2 separate regions of the Anser cygnoides genome follow, and region 2 is linked to region 1. The links are chromatin contacts, called in public Hi-C maps. All regions are on one chromosome and are shown on one strand. Each heading gives the region's core, a stretch centred on a gene start, on an enhancer-like site or on the middle of the called end of the contact. The rest is flanking DNA. Distances are from core to core; before and after follow the strand shown. Region 1 overlaps LOC106035130 (a long non-coding RNA gene). Region 2 holds the start of TLR3 (toll like receptor 3).

The links. A called contact is a pair of places that touch in the nucleus more often than the background predicts.
Region 2: a Hi-C map of liver shows a contact between it and region 1, with 2.0 times the contacts expected there. The contact joins the promoter of TLR3 here to the enhancer-like site in region 1. A contact is called at or near these places in 2 of 7 Hi-C or Micro-C datasets (both in liver).

What each region holds. Positions count from the first base shown.
Region 1 is chr4:59,551,264-59,555,448 of Taihu_goose_T2T_genome, reverse strand. The region is part of intron 1 of LOC106035130 (a long non-coding RNA gene); the gene reads left to right. Among named protein-coding and RNA genes, the nearest start is that of HELT, 11 kb to the left of the region's middle. Within about 2 kb of position 1,923, at least 1 of the 3 cell types and tissues checked has open chromatin away from gene starts, as enhancers often do. A contact at or near this core is called in liver, where this site is marked.
Region 2 is chr4:60,064,931-60,069,115 of Taihu_goose_T2T_genome, reverse strand. TLR3 (toll like receptor 3) reads right to left here and starts at 2,040. Exons shown (of 7, transcript XM_013179778.3): 1 at 1,892-2,040; 2 at 786-891; 3 at 45-123.

The DNA of each region.
Region 1 (4,185 bases), core at 674-3,173:
GCTGCTACGATTTTCAGTGTGTGCTAGATACCGTTGAACAAAACCTGGTGTGTGGCTGGCAGTCGCAGAGGCAGGAAGGTCTCATTTCCACTAACCTGGCAGTTTGGCCATTCAAAAGGGTGAACAGGGATCTCACAAAGTGCTGTACCCGCAGCTCACCCCATGCGTGCCAGCTAGCCTGGGCTGCAACAGGGGGGAACATGAGGAGAGGGAAGGGGCTGAAGCCAAGAAGTGGTGGAAGTTTTCTTCTCGCAGGGTTGTGTGAAAGCTGTGCTGATCTATTAATTTTATATTACCATCAAGGAAAAATCTGTGCTGACCTTTTGACCATCGTGGCAGGAGAGGTGGTTTTAGGGTACACATGAGAGCTGGATAGGCACAGTTGTCCCTGCTGGCATTGGAAACGGGGTTGTTTAATGCTAAATTGCAGCTGTGCTATTTTTACGAAGCAGTAATTTTCCTCCACAATTTTGTAACTCCCTGCGTTGTAAGCTCTGTTACTTGGGCACTTTTAACACGATGTACAGAGACTCCAGCTTTTCATTGCAGCAGCTGCGTAGGCTAAATGTGCTGATCAAGTCCTTCTGCTCCTTGTGCTGGCACCGAGTCCTGTAGGTGTGTTTTGCTCCTGGTTGACAGAGGTCCTTTCCCGTGACCAGCCCTCAGCCACTTAAAAGATACACTGAGCACCTTTCCAGCCGTGCTGGGTGATTCGATGCACACTGTGTGCTAGTGGTGGTGGTGGGGTGCCCCGCAGTTGTCTTTTCAGGTGGGGTTTTTGGAACAAAAGTTAATTTTTTGCACCATCACAGTGCCTTTTAATTCCGAAATATTCCAAGTGAATCCGCTGGAGCCATCCCATTAGCATCAGAGGGCATTACGTTAGCGTCTGAAAGCACTGAAAGTCTCTGTTTGCACCCGTTGGCAGTTTCGGGCTATTTAATATTTTGCTTTACACTTGCGTGTTTATCTTCTCGATTTTCTAAACACAGAGTTAAAGCACTGATGTGTCAGTACAAACTTTTCCTGTTAACTGCATTGAATAAATATTTTTTTCCAGGAATAATGCAACTTTATTTTCTAAGGCAGCTACCATCTGAAGAAGGCTGTGGCTTTTCAGGCGTATATGGAATAAACAGGTTGCATTCACCACTGCCGTAATTCTCCTCAACTTAGTGAATTTACACTAGGGATAAATTTGAGCAAATGTTTCCAGGCAGCCATCAATTTGCTCTGGTCTCCAGCTGAATGTTACAAAAGCCTAAAGTAGGTCTTGGGGATCTGTTTGGTAACAGAGAAAGAGATTTCATCGCTGTTGACAGCTGCTGGGTACATAAAAGACTGACTGAGCCGCAGAAATATCTTCCAGTGCTGATGTCCCTTGCGAGCAATTGCCAGCTCATTGCCCAAGAGGTCTGAAAGCCTGGGAATGTGTGCGGTGCAGCAAGGCGCGGTGCACCTATGGGGTGCCCTATGGATTTAGCAGCCCATGCCCTGGAAGCAGCAGAGCCTGTTAGCTAGGTTGGACACCCTGCTGTCACACCACGGGGCACACACAAACCATACCTGGGAACTTCGAACACAGTCTGCTCAGGGGACTGCAACGCAGTGGTTAAGTGGGAGAGGTTTGTCCCCTGGTCTTTGGGCAGTTACCCAGTGTTAATGCAAATATTCATTTTTTTTTTTTTATTTTTTTTCCTTCCTTTAAAGAAGCTGCATGGGTCCTGAAAAGAAGGAAGAAAAAGCTTTCATTCATGACTTTTGTACAGACATTCCTGATTGGAGGCCCTTTTTATTTACCAAGCCACGGTTCATACCTTTTGTGCCATTCGCAGCACTTCTATCTGCTGCTGTTGTGCTATCAGGCAGCTGCCTGAGGGGGATATGAAGTGTGGCCTCAGGCAAAAACAGGTAAAGTGAGAAAGAGGAAAGTATTTAAAGAGAATTTAGGAAGAAAAGCAGCCAGCTTTTCTGGATTAAATCTATTATAGTAAGACATAATCTTTCAAAGAAGCTGTATTAGCAGAGCCATCCTTAAACACCCTGGACAGAAAACTCAAGTGAGCGCTGTAGGAAATTGTCCAACCCTGTTAAAAGGGAGAAGTAAATTGCTTAATAAGCAATTCTCCATCTGTAGTCCCTATTAAATTTCACCCTAATCATTGTGCTTTATCAGCAATGGCTGTGATAGCATAAATCACACATCTTTTCAGGTCAGACAGTTCTCCCTCTTTTCCTGAGAAGTTAATTTTCCAGTTCTATTTTGGGAGCTCTGGTGCCTTTATTTAGCAGTGTAAATTTTAGTCTCCAGACACACAGAAGTGTATTTTGTAATAAGCTGGCTGAAGGCAACCTGCCAGTATTCAGTATCAGTGAAAAGTATTGTGACAAACTTAGGATTTTTAGACAGCTAAAGTCAACTAAGCTCAGATACTTGTTTAAGCACTCTGCTAAACAAGACTGCATTTAAGACTGTTTCTGTTTCAGTGGGTTTGTACTCTTAAATCTGTTTGAAATGCTTCGCAGTTGAGTGCTTAGCTCAATAAGCAAATAGCTGAACAACTAAATAAGCTGTATCTGAGGGGGCTATGTTTTCCTGTGGTTCTTGGAAAAGCACGTGCGTGCAAGGTGGTACAACCTGATCACTGAATGCACCGTGGAGTTTGGTAAACAAACAATCAAGGGTATCTCCCGCAGCATGAGGAAAGCTCTTCCAACACACACAGGCCTGTTGCAGCAATACTAGGTCTGGAACAAACAGTGAATTTGATTTTTTCCACTATTTGACCTAATCTTTGCCATCTTTTTGGTAGAAAATTGTATTCTCCCTATCTGACCTCTTCAAGGTTTTTGGGCTGCACTCAAAAAGGAGCTGAGGCATCACAGCTTTGAGGCTCACCCCAGGTGTCCCCCCAGACTAGCAGAGCCCTGACCCTCAAGTTAATCAAAGGAACTCCCTATGCAGTGCTGGGGGTACCTGGCATCCCTCAAAACAGGATCCAGAGGTGAGACATTATGTTTTCCTGAGTGGCTACTCTTAACAAGTGTGTAGGAGACTACATTTCTTCTCACACAAAGGCACTGATGCCTGATTCCTTTGGATAGCTTTTCCTGTGTGTTTCTTCTACTGTCTCTTTTGGGTACTTTTTTTTCTATGGCTACATCAGCGTTGCTTTCCACTTGAGGCATTTCATTGCGATATTTCAAGTTCTGCACGATTGCCATTCATCTTTTCTAGTGCATCATGAGCTAGCAAGCCTCAATCAGACTCCTGGTGCCTTCAGATAAATCTATTTTAATTCCGCAAGCTCTTCTTTAGGTCTGTAACAACACCTGAGAAAATGCTGACCAGACGACCCTCTGCTAGAGCTTTGAGTACTTTCTTCAGGGTTTGCTCCGGAGTGGTTTGTCTGAAAAAAAGTAGTTCACAGTTCATGAGAGACCAAACAGAACATATTTGACTTGGTTTGGCATGTAAACTCAGCTCTGGACTTTGCTCTTCACCACTCTTTGGTTCTGCGTGTTATATAAGTTTGTAGTCTAAATCACAAACCATCTATTGGGAGATTTAAAAAGTCAACAATTTTCATGGGAGCAGAGGGAGAGGGAGGCCCCCTTGGCGTGCTAAGAGCACAATAATGCTGACACACGAAGTATGGAAAAAAAAATTGGCAGTGGTCATCTTTCCAGAGTATTCTCTTCTTTCTTGTGGACTTTGGCACTTCTCTCCTTCCTGATAAACATCTGCTTTCTTCTGCTAGTTTTGCTTCTCCTCTGTGCTGGCTGTGTGAGGGGACTGTCATACGCTGTGGGGTGGCTCTGTGTCAGTGTGAGTGGAGTGCAAGTCTTCGGCCAACAAAGTTTCACAGCTTTCTCCTAGGCTAATTCCGGATCTCCCTGTTGCATCTTGCTAAATGCCTTTTTGTCCTAGACCTGAATTATGCCTCGTTAGAGGTTCACCGGGTTTCTCAAAGCTAGCTCTTCATTTCCCACCACTTACAAGTCCTCTGATGGTTTCCCCTTTCTTTTTGTAGTCAAAACCATATTGATTACAGGTCTCAATTTCACGGGGCTCATTTCTCTTCATTCTTTCATATAACATTTCACATCTGGCTTCATCTGCCTCAGTTAACCAGAAGCTCCTACAAAATGCTTTTGGGCTGCCCGTTATGAGAAATTAGTCTA
Region 2 (4,185 bases), core at 791-3,290, 510 kb before region 1:
CAAATACCTGAAGAACAGCATCAACTTACCACCGTGGGCTTTACCTCCTTCAGTCTGGGGGCATCCAGGCACCGCACAAGTTCCTCAGTGCACAAAAACCATCAGGAAAAAAGCTGCCCGGAGCTGGAAGGAGAAGTGAAAGCGAAAGTGAAGTAGGGCAAGCCTCCGTGCCAGCGGGGCAGCTGCTGCTGGGAGTGCACAGGGGTTTCACAGATGAGCAGCATCACACAACCCAGTAACAATCCTGGCTAATTCCCGTGTCTCTGAAAAAAACTGAGGACATATCCCGAAAGCAGATATGTTACTGACAGGTTACTGGCATAGGGATATTACTCTTATGTGGAAACAATGCACCAAAAGGGTTCTACAGAGCCAAATAAAGTATGCCTCTTTAAAAAGGGAACTTAAGTGACAGCATAATATATTAATAATATATTATATATAACACCCTTATAGTAATAATATCATATATTATATATTATATATAATAATAATGTTAAATATATTAATTATTAATTATAATAATACATTAATCAAATATTTTCTATTGTAATAAAATAAGGAAATGTTTTCAGAAGACCAAATAAAAGTTTCAGGTACAGCTTTTAGATGTTTTTCCTTTTAACGTCACTTGTGAATTCACTTTTTCCAGGGACCTGACCATCACTTTTCTGGAGAGAGAGGACTTGTCCAATACATGCTTCTGGCTGTGACAAAAGGTCCTGCTGCTTGGGCTACATTGGCATTGGTGCACCTGTGTGTCACAAATCAGGAGGCTCACAAACCTCTTACTCAAGAAACCTCTGCAGGTCTTATCCAGCCATAGGTTCAGCTCACATTATCAGGTAGTAGCGCTGTCCCTCGAGTGGAGACAGTAGCTGCAGCAGTTGCCTAGAAAAGAGTAAAAGTGGGCTGTAATCCTTCCTTCGAAGTGTTTGAAATCACAGCCTGAAGGAACATGTTAACCCCCCACCTGCCAGGAGCTCTGGGAGGGGAGGGAGGCTGTGCTGGCTACCATCCTGCATCCTGTTAAATCTGGGACCACTGGCAGCTTGGCAATGTTGGGGAGCACAGGGAGGCAGAGCAACTGCCTAGTGAAAACTATTGCTTACTCTTGGAGTTAAGACACCAAAATGGACACCAGAACCACAATCCTTTACAGCTAAGAGGCTCTAAGGCCTGTTTCATTCCCATTTCATAGTCAAATTTTTGTCTTCCATTTTAGCTTGCTGTGGGAAGAAGAAATTTGTTCCATATTGCCCTGTGTGCTTCTGCAGAGATAATTTGATCGTAAGTGCAGTCACACTAAATTACTCTGAGGAGGGTTTTCCCTCTGTGTTTTAAAACTCTGCTGCTCTGGAACAGATGGGATTGCATTGGTGGCAAAGAAACAGAATAACTAACAACCTTTGCAGAGCATTGTTCTAACACAGCAATACTGTCAGGTATTTTGCATACCATTTCCCTCTACACCATAATCTTTGCAAGGTGAAAGCTGCTCTTTGATCTCACCTCTCAACTGATTCTTGCACAACACCTCTAGCCATTTTGCAGCATGATTTGCAAGAACCAGCAACTTACAATGTGCAAGGCAGACTCTAGGGCATACACAAACAGTTCAGATTCACGAAGTACAGGATTTCTGAGGCAGAGGACAAAAGTTGACACATCTGTGCCTATTTCAGTGGTGTGAAATCACATCAGGTTCTCAAGTTTCCATAACTTCACTGTAAATTAAATGGCACTTGTGTTTTCAAGAGCTGCAAAGGACATGGTAAACTCATAGGGTAGGAAAAAGTCAAGCACTCCACCTGTCCTAAGAATATTTTAGGGAAAAAGCAGAGCAAAATTAAGCAATGACCCCATATGGTGGGTGATGAAAGCAACTCACGTCAGTTGGTTCTGAATGGTGACAATAGGCAGCAGGGCACAATCCTGGATATGTAGCCATTTCACTCGTAGCTAACAGCAGAGAGCAGCCAGCTGCTGCACAGACCTAGTATAAGTTTATTTGGACTCCAGGCACAGAAGGGTGGGGACATAGGTGCGGTATCTGATGGAACACTCCCAGAACAAACATGCCACCGAAACCTAGCATAGAAAAAAAGAAAAAAGGAAATTTACTAATCTTAATCTGGTCTTTAAATACATACAGGTGTTAACACGGTAGCATGCAGCTAGTGGGACTTCAGTGTTTTCATAAACTGAAGTCAGACTGCAAGCATCAGGGGAAGACCCAAAATAACACACAGACACTATGCATGGCTCATGGTAAAAGCTCCATATATTGTGGTTGGGTATAGAAAGAAGTGTAGAAAGAACTGAAAGAGTTCTGGAAGCGAGCCAAGCTACCAGGAGAAAGCAAGCAGGAAAGAGCAGAGAACTGAACAGTTAAGATCTGAGGCAAGGCTTGACAAGGGACATCCTTCAGCTTTGAGGAAAACTGATGAGAGGACAGTGGGGCAGATAAAGCAAGCTTCTATCTACCTCTAGGGACAGAAGAATAGATGTTTTTCTGTCACTGTTCTTAGACAAATTCAGTTGTGCTGCTGAGGAATCTAATAGGTCAGGTGCCTTTTGGGTGCAATGGTTCCTTTAAGGCTGCTCACTCATCGTTGTTAATTTAGCGGTGACAGGTGGTAAAAATTGATTTTTTCCATTAGCTTTTTGTGGGTGCAGAAGTGGAAAAGCATATCTGAGGGCTGACGTGCAGGTAAAGTAGACCATATGCTTATTTTAGTGTATTCCCAAACTTCTGGGTACTATCAAAGACAGGAGAATGTTTCCACAATCTTTTTTTTTTTTCCCTAGCTGAAGACATTGCCTGGGCAGGTGGCTGAGAACTCAGTCCATAGCTTGGGTTTTAAGCTACCCAGTAGCCAACAATAAACAGGATGAATTATTCATCACTTGGAAGTTACATGAAAAATACCACTGGACACAGATAAACTCTGCAGCAGTTGCTCATCAGCTCCAAGAGCAGTCACAACACTTCCCTGATGCGCTGCAATGACTGAAGATCAACTGCAACTCCACAATAAATCACATTTACTGCAGGACAAGCTGCACTTTACTTTCCAGCCAGGGAACCCTAATCCCAGAGAAACCTGGAGTTGCTTCCAGGTTAACATTTTAGTCTGGATTAGCAAAGGTAAAAATGTTTCACTTTGGTACTTTTTTTTTTTTTTTTTTAGGAGTTATCAATATTTCATGTTTGCACCGCTGGATTTTTTTTAAAGTATATATATTTTGCAATGAAATGTTTTAGCTTTTTAGATACTAACTATTAAAGAGATTTGTACTTGGGATTTGTATGCATTCCTATGTTGTAGGAAAAAAAAAAAAAGCAATTTCTGGCTCTAAGAACTCTCCAGCGAAGATGGCAACCTTCCTAAAATCTTGTTCTTATCCAGCTCTAACAATTAGGCATGCACATCAAATATTTCTAATTTGCAATAATTTCTATTTCTCAGGATTTTCTCACAGCATTTAATAGTTTGGTTTCAGAATCCCTTCCTTTTTCAATGTTCCCCCTTTTTTTATGGCAGATTTTCATGTTTGTGTTCACAGTGTAACTACTCAGAAATATTTCCCTACTAAAGGTTATACCTTTAAAGGCTATGTGACCTCCAGCTTCTAAAGTTAAACTGTACTTAAAAGAATCACAGCTGCATTTGACCTTTCCATTTAATAAAATCTGTATTCAGTTATATCCAGAACCTTTTTGAATTGCACCTTTCCCTCAATATTACTGTGTCCTGAAAGCCCTAGAAGCCCAGATTCACTAAAAGCTCAAAGCAGTAAAATGCACAAGCCAGGAATACACAAGTGAATGAATACACAAACACACCCATTTGGTTCACCCTTTTCCTCCTCACCCTCAAGAAATATTTTGCTTTGTTGGTAACTGACTTCAGATGCAAAAGAACTTCTTTAAAATGGCCCCAGTTACATCTGTTGACCACACCTATTCACTGTTGTTTCTCTCATTCTCGCTTCAGGAATAAAAGAAGTCATTCTTCAGACTTCCTTACCTTTATTCCACCCAAGATGCTGCATCTAACTTCATTTACAAGGTGCCAGACAGATACTGAGCATGCTTCTTAATGCAGTGAAGATTCTTTATATTGCTTTCAGTAGCTATAATCTTTGGGTTGCTTAGCAGAATAACCAAATAAATTGCTA